3 separate regions of the Triticum aestivum genome follow, and all the other regions are linked to region 3. Evidence: chromatin contacts called from public Hi-C data. All regions are on one chromosome and are shown on one strand. The core of a region is the stretch at or near the end of the contact, and the rest is flanking DNA. Distances in the headings are between cores, read along the strand shown. Region 1 holds the start of LOC123080262 (selenium-binding protein 1). Region 2 has its middle 8.5 kb from the start of LOC123076450. Region 3 holds the start of LOC123080261 (peptidyl-prolyl cis-trans isomerase FKBP15-1).

Region 1 (4,385 bases), core at 1,545-4,044, 340 kb before region 3:
TGTAAAATCTGGTTATTTTGTATAAAAGATACACAAGATATTCTGAAGAATGTAACTTATGTACGAAGCAATTAAGATTTAAGAGGAGTACTGTAGAGTTTACCTTGACTTGGGGCACAGCATACTGCTCTTCTTTGTCATCGTCGGTCACATAGACAACATCACTGCCCTTTTGAAGAAGCCCACCTACAAACACTTGTCCAGCCAACACAGGCTTTGCAGGGTCCTCAATGTTGTACTGCCTGATATCCCCATGAAGCCAGTTGACCAAGTAGAGATAGCGGTCATCGAGAGAGATGACAAAGTCAGTTATCAATCCTGGCATTTCTGGCAGCATCCAGTTGCGCACCTTCAATGGTTCTATGGATATAGCTACCTACAAATACAGACATAGGAAGCGTATATAAGATAGAAAATAAACTTCATTATGTACGAAAGAAGTAGGCATTAGCACGTTGTAGTTGTGAACAAACCTCATGGCTCCATGATCCATCTGCAGTTTTGAAGAATCTCACCATGTTGCTTGTCAAAGCACAGCCAACATAGCCGGTGTCCTTTGATGGGTCGTGTAAAAACCTCACCTGCAGATACGAGAAAAGGAGAACTATGGTTATATGATGTATGGGTGAATTACTGGACTCAAGTATAGTATCTGATACACACCTCCAGCGGAAGAAGACCTGTGCTGCCTAGATCCAGCGTCTGCTTGAGCTCACCACCAGGCCAGTCATACACATGCAGGTGCCTTCCATAGAGACCATCCTGGACATGCTGGAGATCAAAACCTGTCCTGAAAGCTGCCGGGGCTCCCCATGAAGAACTAATCATCGTCTTGTGACGAGGCTGGTACCAGAAATCATAGCCAAACAAGGGGCTGTGGCCTGGCTTTTCCCAACTACAAGTAGCAAATAGTTAATCAATACAACAGGAGCAGATAAAAACTCTGTCTCTCAAAAGTAAAGCATCAATATCGACGTTTTCAAAACTCAAATATTAATGGGTGGTTTGATGATTCCGATATGCATCAGCATGAGATATTTACATGGTAAAGTAATAATATGTTACGGTTTTTAAGCTTACCGTCCTTTGACGTTAAACTCTGAATCCAATAGGAGAAAGCCATTGCCAGCAGCATTTCCCTCCTTGTCTCCCAGGCAGGAAATCATTATATCACCAGTTGCAAGGCAATGGGATGTGTGAGGGAACCCAAGCCCGGTCTTCTCAGCAATGTCCTCAGCCTGGACAACCGTGTGCAGAGCAGGCGCCCTCGGATCCTTCGCAGTGTCGACCACATACACGCGACCAGACCTGTGAACAGCCACCAAAGCAGCATTACAGACTCAGCTAAAATTCAACTGTTCGCCCATTTGATCGTTGTCGCTCCATAAATACTCACAGCAAGGAAGGAAGAATCAAGAAGCGCCGGCTCGTGGACGGATCGCCGTGGCAGGAGCTGCAGGCGTTCCAGCCGGAGTGATGCAGCTCGTCGCCGATGTGCGTCGCCGGGAGCCTGTGGATCACCTGGGAGTAGGTCGCAGAATTGGGGTCGACGTCCACCGTGGCCAGGTAATCCGGCTTGTCGATTCCAGTACCTGCAAAATTCAGTACAATCAGGCAATCAGCAAAAGTTCACACAATCAGGCAATCAACCTGTACAAAGGCACACCCGTACATCTCTTGTCATGTTCACATGGTTTGTTCTGCCTTCAGAAACTGCCATGAAGAGAGGCCATGTGAAAAAAGACAGGGACTGAACTAGACGGTTCTGAATGATCCACGACTCAGCCAACTTGGACTCTTGTGTAACAGAAAATGGCAGTTTCTGGCTTTCTGCCATGGAGGGCACATGCATGCTGCATGTATGTTAAGCTCGCAGGCTAAACATTTTCCCTTAAGCTCAGGCTAATTAACTCGAGGCATACCCCAGTGTCTTCACCAACTCAAGAAAAATTGCATATCCCGGAGGGAAAAATATATAGTATTAAACTGAGGGACTGCGAGATGATTGCAGATCTGAAGTTTCTGAACCAAGGTTTACTATTACTAGAAACTTAGAGTAGCATGTCTTTAGTATTCTTTCCTATCATCATTTCAGACTAAATTAGGAACGGTTCGTCCCTTTCCTCGTAGTATTAGAAAGAGACTTTCAGGGTTAAACTAAGTGGCCTGTCGGTCTGTCCATCGCAGTCCAGGTCAAGTCTCGAGCTCTTCCTGTACTTGCTCTGTTAAAGCCTCTAAATTAGTAGGGCTCCTAACCACTCGCCCGAGATCTATGCGCAACTCGCAACGCAGGGAGGTGTGTCAGGTGTGTTTCTGTGTTAGAATTCGACAGTAGTAGGGATTTATGCAGGGTAGCATGCGTACCATTGTAGACGCAGGTGACGTAGAGGAGCCCCTCCCGCGGGCCCTTCTCCATGGCCTCCCTCGGCGTGGCGTAGCCGGGCCCCTTCGCCGCGCAGCACCCCGCCCCGGCGCCGTTCGCCCTCGCCGCCGCCGGCACCGCCGCGTCAGCCACCGCTGCGGCCATCTGTGATGTCAGGAAGCCCAAATTAGTTAACCCCCTGCCGGAAGGAGAACGCGGCTCCCCGGGCGAGCCGCCGGAGAGCAGCTGACGGAGCAGAGAGCCGAGCTGACTCACCGGAGCGTAGGAGGAGGTAGTTGGTTTTTCTTCTGTTGTGCGAGAGGGACAGAGGAGAGAACAGAGATGGTGGTGGTGGGACTGCCCGCTGGGAGACGGGGGTAAATATAGAGGGGTGGCTAACGAGGACCGCCACGTGGGCGGAGGGGATGCCGCGAGACGCGCCTCGCGATGCGTGCGGTGGCTATAGGGGGAAGGGAGGCCGGAGGCGTGGCAAGTGAACCTGGGCCCGGGGCGTGGGCAAGGCGGCGTCGTATCTGGACGATAATGCGGCTGCCTGCGTGGCGGGCGGGATTGATCCGTCCAGGAACTGGGGTTGGAGACAGCTTGGACCTACGTACGGGGAGAAAGCTCGGCGCGTCCCGATCCGGGGCCTCGCGGTCGCAGCCGTGAGCCGTCCGTCTTGGCCGGAGCCTGCGTGCGTAGGTGCGCACGCACGCCACGGGCTCACGCCAAACGGACCGTCCCGTGTGTGTCTGCGTGTGCAACGGACCCTGCAGCTTTGCATTTTTCGTAGCACGAAATTGGCACTTTAATTCGTAATACTACTCGTAACGTTCTTATATTTCTTTACGAATGAAGTATTTATCTAGATACGGATGTATCTAACACTAAAACGTGTCCAGACACATCTGTATCTGGACAAATCAAAGACAAGCTTTTTGAGACGAAGAGAGTACTACGACCTCTGATTCCTAAACATAAGACTTTTAATTTCAATATGAACTACATACAGAGCAAAATGAATGAATCTACACTCTAAACTATGTCTATATACATCTGTATGTAGTTTATATTGAAATCTCTAGAAAAACTTATATATATCCGTGTGTACTCTTTAATATTAGTCTCTATGCATGCATGGTCGGCCATTTTACGTCCCTGTCGTCTCATCTTTCATGTTGAAAAATGAACGCATCTGCTTTCCAGGCCCAACCGCTCTAGCAACTCGACGAGCCGATCTTACAGCCATTTGATTTTATTTTTTTGCATGGTACATCCATTTGATTTGAGGGGTCTGAGTAGACACTTTCTTTGTTTTTCTATACAAGATCACTTTGTTTATACATTTTGCTTTCGGCATACAACTCATATTTTATTGGTAAAATTAATGATCAAAGTTAGACGTAAAAATATGAGATGACCTTGTATGAAAAACGAAGGGATTAGTTTTTTTTTACTCTCTCTGCTCTCGGTCTATCTGCCCGGACAACCTGAAGGGTCCGGTTGAAGATGCTTTTACTGCAACGGAATTCAACCCCGGGCTTTGCGGCTAGTCCACGAACGCCACGCTCGGCTCTACCAACCGAGGGATGATAGCTAAGCCAGCCAGCGGCTCGATCGTTACGTGCTCTGCTCTACCACTTCTCATCTCTTGGTGACACTTTGCGATTTGCCTCTGAGTCAGAGATGCATATCCCAGGCCGTGGCCTGATAAGGATGCATGCCCTAAAACACGTCAGCCAATAACACACGACCGAAAACTCCAAACTCACACGGCCGAGCCACCAGCAAGAGCACGGATCTGGTATAGTATCAGATTTAAGCTATCTGTCCGGATGGCACGGATCTGCTAGCTAGTTGCCCATGATCAACGACTTTACGTGCTGCCAGTTTCCACATCCATCACAACTTTACAAGACGATTATAATAGCCCTGCATGCATGGTTATCTCAATCTCTGCCTCACTTGAAGTCCATATTCGGACGTATAACCGCTGCTCTATAGTTTTGTTTTATCACCATGC
Region 2 (4,525 bases), core at 548-3,047, 330 kb after region 3:
GTCGATGCATCGCGAAGTCGTGGCTGGAGTGAAAACCGACGAGGTTGCTCAAGCAAGGCGGTAGCCCTTTGTGGCGTTTGTCGAGGTAGCCGAGAGCGTAGGTGGTATAGCCGTAGTCGAGGTAGCCATGCGAAGAACACCGTGGTCGGTGTCGAGTTGGGGGTCGCCGGTGTCGAGGTAGTCGCCATGGAGCCACGAAAGAAGAGCAGCTGCGGCGGCGGCCTAAGGAGGCGGCGGCGGCGGCTAGAGAAGGAGCGCGGCGGCGGTGCTCGAAGTAGACGATAATGAACCCGACAGCGTGATGAAGGCCGGCGCGGACGGTGACGTTCCCGCGCCAAGGGAGGTGGCGCGGCGCATATCACGTGGAAGTCGCCGCGCGTGGACGACGGTGGACCGCGGGCTGAAGCGTTATAGCCCGAAGGGGCGACACAACGGCGGCGGGCTGGTCGGGGCGACGGCACGAAAGACCTCAGGGCGGTTGCATGGATCGCGTGCCACGCTCGCTACGGCTCGACGGGGCGACGCAGCGGCGGCGCGAGAGTCGGTGCAGCCTTGGGGACGGTCTGAAGCGGACGGCCTCGATGCGGCGGTTGACCGCGAGCCACGGCAGTACGGCCCGAAGGGGCGACGCAGCGGCAACGCGCGATATGGTGCAACCACGGGAACAGCCTCAGGACGGTGACGGGAACCACGTACCGCGACGCTATGGCCCGAAGGGGCGACGCAGTGGCGGCACGGATCTGTACAGCCACGGGAACCATGGGGCGGCGGTGCATCGGCCCGACGGCCGATGCAGCTGCAGCCCATAGCTCGATCAGTAAAAGATGCGTTGTAACCGATGACGATCTTTACGAAACCTGACGATGAAGGAACCCGGCGCCGTGCGCTCCGTCGCCGGACGTAGCAGGAGCGTGCAACCCAACACTGACACAAGAGTTAGCAGGAGATCGATTGCGTGTGTAGCATGCATGTGAAGTAGCGGCAACCACGCCGGCGCGGGACGCATGCGCTGGCCTTGGCCGCGCGAGAGTTGGCGCAGGCTGCGATCCAACGTCGGAGTAGCTGCACAGATGAACGACGGCAGACGGGCGACTCAATCCAATCTTAGATCGGAGAATCAAAAAAGATCACCGATCAATTGATCGGCGAGAGAGAAAAAACCCCAATCAACGAATTGATAGAAGGACTTTTTAGCGCAACCGATCAACGTAATCGGCGGACGAACCCTAGGTACGGGCGGCGCGGCCCCCGGTGGTGATCATGGAGATCGACCGCCCCGGGGGCGGCGCGGTGCGGAAGCGAGAGAGGGGTTTGGTGGAATTATTCGATGTATTGCTTGAGCCTCGTGGGCATATATATATGAGTACATGATCTACTTAAAGTACAAGACAAGTCAGAATATTTCCTAGTCTAACATATGTTTCCAATCTAATCAATATATTCAACACACTCGATAGTTTATTTTTTTCCCTCTCTTGCATTACAGAAACATTACGTCACCGTCACGGGCACACACCACTAGCACCGGCACTAGCACCACCGTCGCCGCGGGATCGCACGAGCGGCCAGCGCGATGTGTGGGTGCACAGTCGCCGGACGGCCACGGCCATCGCCACCGGAGGGGGAAGGCAACGGCACGCTTTGTCCGGTCTCTCTACCCCCGGGGCCGGCGACGTGACGTGACGACGCGCGCGCGTGCGGTGCGGTGCGTTGCTCTCCGGTCTACACTACCAGTAGGTATAGACGTACAGTCTACCGACGGAGGCAGCAGGCAGGCATCGCCCGCCGCGAGATTTTCGTAGCTCCCCGCGGCAGATTTTCTCCCGGAAAGAAAGGTACCCCTCGCCCTACGCCGGTGTGCGCCCGCTCGCCCGCCAGACGCGTCCAGTCGGTCGACCCCGCCTTGGCCTTGACCCGCCCGCCCGTCGTCGTCCTTCTCGGGTTCGTTCGACTTCGTTCGTGTGAAATCTAGACAAGCAAAGACGTACGTACGCACGCATGCATGCATCGAGATGCTGCTCTTGGAAACCTGGTCGAGACACGACTCGAGAGGTCCTTCTTGACGACTGTCGACCCAGCACCAGCAGTGCCCCGGTCAGTCACCAGGCTTGCAATCCTGCGCCAGTTTCGGGCCATCTGCGCGCCACTAACACACCTCCTCGTCAGGTTTGTACGTATAATACTGTTAGTGTACGATGGAGTAGTCGTTGGGTTAGGTGTCAGGCCAATTACACCGTGCGATCCTAAACGGACGTCCGCTTTGTCCGGATTTTGTCTGTTTGGGTACGGCAATAGGGTCGTGTTCGGGCAGTTTCTGGGATGCGGTGGCCGTGCGCCCAACGCATGGACGCATCCTGTCCGCATACCATTTTCTTTGCAAGCCTTTAACTTTTTTCTTCATTCATTTTTTGGTAGATGGGAATACATCACCAAATTTTAACTAGAAAAAAAAGACCAAAGAAAACAAGAACCACAAGAATACATTTTAGAAGATATCCAACTTCCATAACTGCTTCTGTAAGATGGATTAGTGCCTTCTCGATGCATTCATTGTTAATCTGTGGAGGAGCCGCCTCCATCTTGCGTGTTTCTTTCTTCTTCTTCGAGCCTAAAGAAATAGAGGTTGCTTCCTCGCATCTAGTCTTGTGTCTAGCCTCTAATCTAGCAACAAGTGCACTTGTCTCATCTACAACCTCTATGCTAGCTAAAAGTGCACGAACATCTACTAAATTGCGCTCTATCAATATATCGATGTACTCTTCTTCCCAATACCAAAACTTGCATCCATTCTACATAACAAAATTTGAAGTTAGCACAACTAGTCAAATCTAGAGCACAAACCGAAGCTAAAAAGAGCACATACCCCATCGTTTAAGCACTTGATGAACACCCATCCGGGATGTTCCGGCGTTGTAGACACGCGGCGCACGACCTTCTTTGGGCAGTGGTCGCACTTAATGAGCGGCAACGGTGCACCAACGAGCTTTTGGGCTAGCACCGAGCCCAGCCGCCCGCCATTCGTGTATCTGCCGGCGGACCACCGACGGTGTAGATCCGAGCGGCTAGAGGAGGAGCCACTGCCTGCATGTGGCCTTGCGGCCCTGCCAGGGCCTTCCGGCCCGGTGCCCGGCCAGTCCATGGCGCGGCGCGGCCTCCCACAGCCAGGCGAGCTCAAGACCGACCGGATCCGCCCCAAATCCGGCCGGCGGGTGCGCAAGTCAGGTGGCCGTGGTTGGGTGCCGAGGGGAAGGGGCTGGGCGAGCGCGCGTCCGAGCTGCACAGCTACAATGGCAGCGGCGGCGGCGGCGAGGGAAGAGTGGGGAAGGGTGGAGAAGAATGGAAGGCGTGCGGCCGGAGGGAGGGAGTGAGCGGATAGAAAAAGGCGCCCCTGTGCCACCGACAGGCGGGTCAGGGGAGGACACGCGCAGACGGCCTACGCGTCCGCGTGCTGTCCGTTTCTCCCAAAAGCGGCGCAAATTTGGGCCGGGGATGGGTCGAAAGCGGACAGAAAACGGACAAAAGTCCGTTTGCGCCCGCGCGCTGGGCCGTCTGGTTCATCCGTTTTATCCCGAACAAACGCGTGCGGATAGGACGGAGTCGCGCCGTGGAGTTGGCCTCACTGCCCGTGGCGCTTGGCCGCATGCATCCGTGCGCGTGCGTCACTGCCGGGCTCTGCACTCTCTTGAGGGGCATAACGGCATTTTAGCGCGCAGGTGACAAGATCAGACGGTCCACAGTGGATCACGCACCTGCAACAAACCTACAGCAAGACTACAGAGCAGGGTGCATGGCATGTCATGGCATGCATTCCTTCCTTCAAGCCGTAGTTTGTGGACTCGACAGTTGCTGCTCACAGAGCTGCAGGGTTTACCCCTGTGTCTGTGCCCGATCCACAGTCGACGGCAAACCGCATGTGCTCACAGAGGCGCGCACTGTGGCCTGCCCGATACTACGTGCTTGAATGAAGACTGATGTAAAGCTAAAAGCTCGTGGCGATGCCGCTGCCTGCCTGCCGCCGGAGCACTGGCGCACTGCGAGTGTTGGATAGTACCATGAACATGAAGAACATATATTCCACGGGGTGAGGCCCACGGGATCTCTGCCGCGGCATGCGAGAATGTGAGACCCGTGTTCACATGATCATTCTCCACTGATCGCCGCACTGCATGCTGGACTTGTGTACGTATAACAAACATTTTTTTTACCGGGTATAACCCCTTTTCATTAACTGAATAACGAAAATACAAAGTTCCAGATCAGAAACTAAAAGGAGTCGGGAAAGGGAAAAGCGAGTTCAACGTATCACTGGAAAACCCATCACAGAACTCGCCTACGAGACACCTGCTGTGGGACGAAAACCCGGCGACACCTAAATCTCACATACAAATACTCCAGCAGCAACTTCACAAAACATCCAAACAGACCACATGCTCACGCAGGAGCAGAATAGATCAACACATCCATAGCAAAAGGAGGCATCTCGAAGTGACGCCAGGTGGGTCGGGGGGCGAAGAGCGTACGTATA
Region 3 (4,294 bases), core at 427-2,926:
ATAAATATTCATGCAATGTAAAAAATGTTCACTTGACTTTTTAAAATGTTTGTACATTTCAAAAAATGTTCAATTGTGTCCAAAATATCTTTGAGACATTTTTTTTAATGTTTATACAATGTAAAAATGTATGTATAATTTAAAAAAATAGAAAAATGTTCGCTCGTTCCAAAAACATGTTTGTTCATATTTGTAAAAATGTTAATACAATGTCAAAAAGTTCACGTAATTTTTAAAATATTTCGTACCCTTCAAAGCAATGTTCAATGTGTTGTTTTAATATTTATTCAAAATAATGTTGAAAATTGGTTTCTAGTGAAATTGGAGGCTCATGAGTTCCTCACTCTAGTCACGAATTTTCTTTGAGACCCTTTCAGTGTTATTTCTTTCCCAGCTATGTAGTATCAATTTATTTATTTATTTGAATTGGACTCCATATGTTCTTGCTTTCCCACTATTTTTTCCACAATCACAAAGCGTCGATGGTGATTTTTTATACATCAATGCTGACTTAATGGCCTATTAGTAACCTATAGTCAGAGCACCGTGTATCCCAGGGGTAGCGCAGTTACAACCCAATAGCAGGTTTGTTCATTTATTCGCTCGGCTTGCTTACTTTATTTTTTTATTTTTTTGTATTTTTAAAAATATTCTGAATACATATATTCAAAAAATATTTAAAATTAGAAAGCATTCATCACACATTTTCAAACTATTCCCACAGCGTAAACAATGTTCATGCAACTTCTAGAAACATATGGGCCATTTTAAAAATGTTCGTGGCATTTGAAAAATGTTCATGTGTGTCAAAAATATGTTCATCGTTTTTTTCAAAAAAAATATACAACGTATTTAAAATATACATATAAATAGAAAACGGTTTGTACCATTAAAATAAGTGGCATTTAGAAAAATTGTTCACACCTTCAAAAATATGTTTGTTCACTTTTGGAAAATTGTTAACACAAAAAATAATGTAATTTGAAAAATATATCTGTACCCTTCAAACCAATGTCCAAGGTGTATTTTTTTAATATTATTCAACATACCGTTCAAATATGTATTTGAAAATAAACATATACAATGTAAAAAATATTCACGTAGTTTACGAAAATGTTATGTGCAATTAAAAAATGTTCAATGTGTATTGAAAAATGGTTAACATGTATGTGAACAAAAAATGATCAAAACATTATGGAATTTGTATCAGAAAAATGTATGACATTATATATTTTTAAACATTATGAAGTGTATTGATTTTTTTTACATTATAGATTTAAAAATATATATTACTTGTATAAGAAAAATATTCATGTATGTACAAAAAATGTATGACATGTATTACAAGAAAAAAATGAAATAACCCAAAAATGGAAAGAAAAAATGCATGGAAAGTTGTACAAACCGGTATCATTTTTAGAACCTCCCAAAACTACGTCGGCTCCATTAAAACCTGACAGTAAGTGAGATATAACCCTAGCATCCAAGGCCCATCCATATTGAGCCGAAATCCAAAATGGGCTGGACCGTTATGTCACGAATGTATGATGGCTTCCAATTGTATACAGCCTCAATTGCTCAAAAAAATGTCTCAAAAAAAGAAAAGTTGCTCAAAAAAAATTGTATACTGCCTCAAAAAAAAAGTTTCCATTTGTACACGCGTGTGTATAGTATAGTAACGCGTAACGGTACCCGACTTGTAGTCCCGTCCAAACCGTATACGATCCAAAGAAACTGTACCTCGGCCGCTGACCAGGTAGGGATTGCAGGGAAGAGCGATGGGGACGAAGAAGCCGTGGCTCCTCTGCCTCGCCGTCGTTGCCATCGCGGCCGTCCTTCTGACCGGTAAAACGCGGGCCGCAACCTAACCTCCACCTGCTCCATCGACCTGTTGCGTCGTGTAAAGATATGTTCTGTTTTTCTCTCGATTTGGTTTTGCTCACTCGGTTTTTCGATCTGGTTCTCCAGCTTCGGCCAAGAAGTCCGCGGATGTTACACAGCTCCAGATCGGCGTCAAGGTCCGTATTCTGCAGGATTGTAACCAAACCGCAATCTCTGCTGCTCTCTTGTATTACTTTGCTTTGTGTGCTTTCTGTGTTCCGGCGGATCTGAGATCCTTCAGTGCAGAGTTCAGGAAAAGGCTGGGTTGGATGATGCTAGATTGCTAGGTTTGGGAGGTTTGCAGATCCGCAAGTGCGAAATAGGCTGTTGTTCCTTCACACACAGGGCGTGAGATTCAGGCTGCAGTTTGTTCACTAGAGCTAATTAGTAAAAATAAAAATGCGGCGAAGCTAATTAGCAATTTACTCGTGTAATCTTAAGGAATGTTGTTTAACCAACCAGTGTGTGCTTTTATATTGATGTATTAACAAGAAGCCACGATGGATATCTCTCAGAAGTAACATTCGATCTTCTAAGGAATGTTGTTCCAAACTTTCAATACTGTCCAAGATCCCTTCTGTGGGGACTTGTCATATTACACAGGATGTAAATTAAAAGCTGAGCGGAGAAGTGGACAACCTTTGTTTTCATGATTCTTCTGCTATGACAAACAGAAAATTATGTACTTACTGCTAAGGTTCATACATTATTTTAGAAATGGAATATCCAGTATTCAACCACAAACCAGAGTGTGGTATAGGGGTGTTCATCACATTTTGTCCATACCATTGAAGCATGCGCGGTAGTACTCTATTAGTTGTCATAGGCTGTATTTTTCCCTGTCTGATGTTCAACTTTGACAGCAAATTCCTGTATTTGTATTTCATTCATAGCTATGAAACTAGTTACAGGAAAGTGCTTTTGCATGCAAATTTAATGGTATGAAGCTTATACTTATAACATAACGCATGTACTGTTGGATTAGTTGTTGGCCAACTCATGGGTTTGGACAGTCAGGATACGCGCTGCATTTGCAACAGAGGAGTAATAATTTTGAATAGCATTATCAGATACATAGAAGATTTAGATGTACTTAGATGGTTTGAATGGTTTAGAAAAAAGGCTGATGAACACCCTTACTGTGGAGGGTAGAGATTTTCTGTATCTTTTTTTTAGAAAGTGAGATTTTCTGTATCTACGTGCCCAGCTTTCAGTCACTCATTAAGTCTTAATCTACAATCGTGCAACATTCGATTTATAAAGTTCTAAGGCAATCGTATACAGGTTATGTTTTCATTCTTATTACATTCCAATGATAGTATCACTGTGACTTCACATGACACTGTTTTCTTTGGCTCATCCTCTTTTCAGTACAAGCCTGAATCATGTACCCTACAGGCTCACAAAGGTGACAAGATTAAAGTGCATTATCGTGTAAGTATTTGACCGACACTTTTATCTGAAGTCAGCAATCCTATTCACTTATGATACTTGATAGTACTCTAGTCAAAAGAAATAATGACTGTAGCTAGTTATAACAAGCCTGCAATTCCAAGTCTCAGAAGCAAGGGCCACTGAGTTTCCCTTACTGTAACCTTCCTACTGTTCCTTCCAATGACTTTATGAACAACATAGTCCAAATGTACGATACATACTCTCATGTGTGCAGCAACTTTATAATGAATCAGTTGTGATAGCTATTTAACGCGATGTCTCTTAACATGAACCAGTTGAGATGCCTTGCAGAGAAAGTGAGAAACATCATGGCAGAGTGACCCTAGTAATTTATGGCCTTTATTGCGTTGTTTACCTGGTTTGTTTGTCATGTTTGCCTGAAAGAAACTCTTTGATGCTTTTCCTGTAGCGATTTGTCTCCACAGTTTTGTCATTCAGCTGAAAGCTTGACTATGCTGCGTGCAGGGGACACTCACTGATGGATCAGTATTTGACTCTAGCTATGACAGAGGTGATCCCTTCGAATTCACTCTTGGGAATGGGCAGGTGATAAAAGGTTATTCTCTTTTCCTGGAGCAGCATGCGATTATTGGTTTATCTGTGGTCCACATCGTACTGGCTTGAACAAACAACAATATATGTTACAAAAAAGAAACGTGGATAAACGGCCTGCATTGTTCTTATCAGAAACCTTCGCAATGGCGCCAACACACATTATTGTTTCCGTCTGTGTGTAGGTTGGGACCAAGGTTTACTAGGTATGTGTGTCGGCGAAAAGCGGAAGCTAAGAATACCCGCAAACATGGGTTACGGCGAGCGAGGCTCCCCACCAAAGATTCCAGGTATGGCTTGTTATTTGTATGTTTGCTTGGTATGGTCCTTGTGATGAAATCATATCCTGTGTACAGTGTAGATCGTCAACTTTAATATTGCCATTCCAGCGAGTTTGTTGCCTGCA

Evidence for each region. Hi-C and Micro-C count contacts between places; a contact is called where the count stands out from the background.
Region 1: a Hi-C map of leaf shows a contact between it and region 3, with 3 times the contacts expected there. The contact joins the promoter of LOC123080262 here to the promoter of LOC123080261 in region 3. A contact is called at or near these places in 3 of 5 Hi-C or Micro-C datasets (leaf, root and an unstated tissue) and 1 of 1 datasets of contacts at active chromatin or transcription factors (leaf).
Region 2: a contact with region 3 is called in a Hi-C map of leaf, with 7 times the contacts expected there. The contact joins the enhancer-like site here to the promoter of LOC123080261 in region 3. A contact is called at or near these places in 3 of 5 Hi-C or Micro-C datasets (leaf and an unstated tissue).

Annotation. Positions count from the first base shown.
Region 1 is chr3D:530,080,050-530,084,434 of IWGSC CS RefSeq v2.1, reverse strand. LOC123080262 (selenium-binding protein 1) reads right to left here and starts at 2,794. Exons shown (of 8, transcript XM_044503173.1): 1 at 2,639-2,794; 2 at 2,365-2,527; 3 at 1,397-1,592; 4 at 1,081-1,308; 5 at 664-895; 6 at 474-581; 7 at 104-376. The coding sequence starts at 2,527.
Region 2 is chr3D:529,407,968-529,412,492 of IWGSC CS RefSeq v2.1, reverse strand. No RefSeq gene overlaps it. Among protein-coding and RNA genes, the nearest start is that of LOC123076450, 8.5 kb to the right of the region's middle. Within about 2 kb of position 1,797, at least 1 of the 8 cell types and tissues checked has an H3K27ac peak or open chromatin away from gene starts, as enhancers often do. A contact at or near this core is called in leaf, where this site is marked.
Region 3 is chr3D:529,737,530-529,741,823 of IWGSC CS RefSeq v2.1, reverse strand. It overlaps LOC123080261 (peptidyl-prolyl cis-trans isomerase FKBP15-1), which reads left to right and starts at 1,676. Exons shown (of 6, transcript XM_044503172.1): 1 at 1,676-1,845; 2 at 1,969-2,018; 3 at 3,253-3,315; 4 at 3,802-3,892; 5 at 4,074-4,178. The coding sequence starts at 1,779.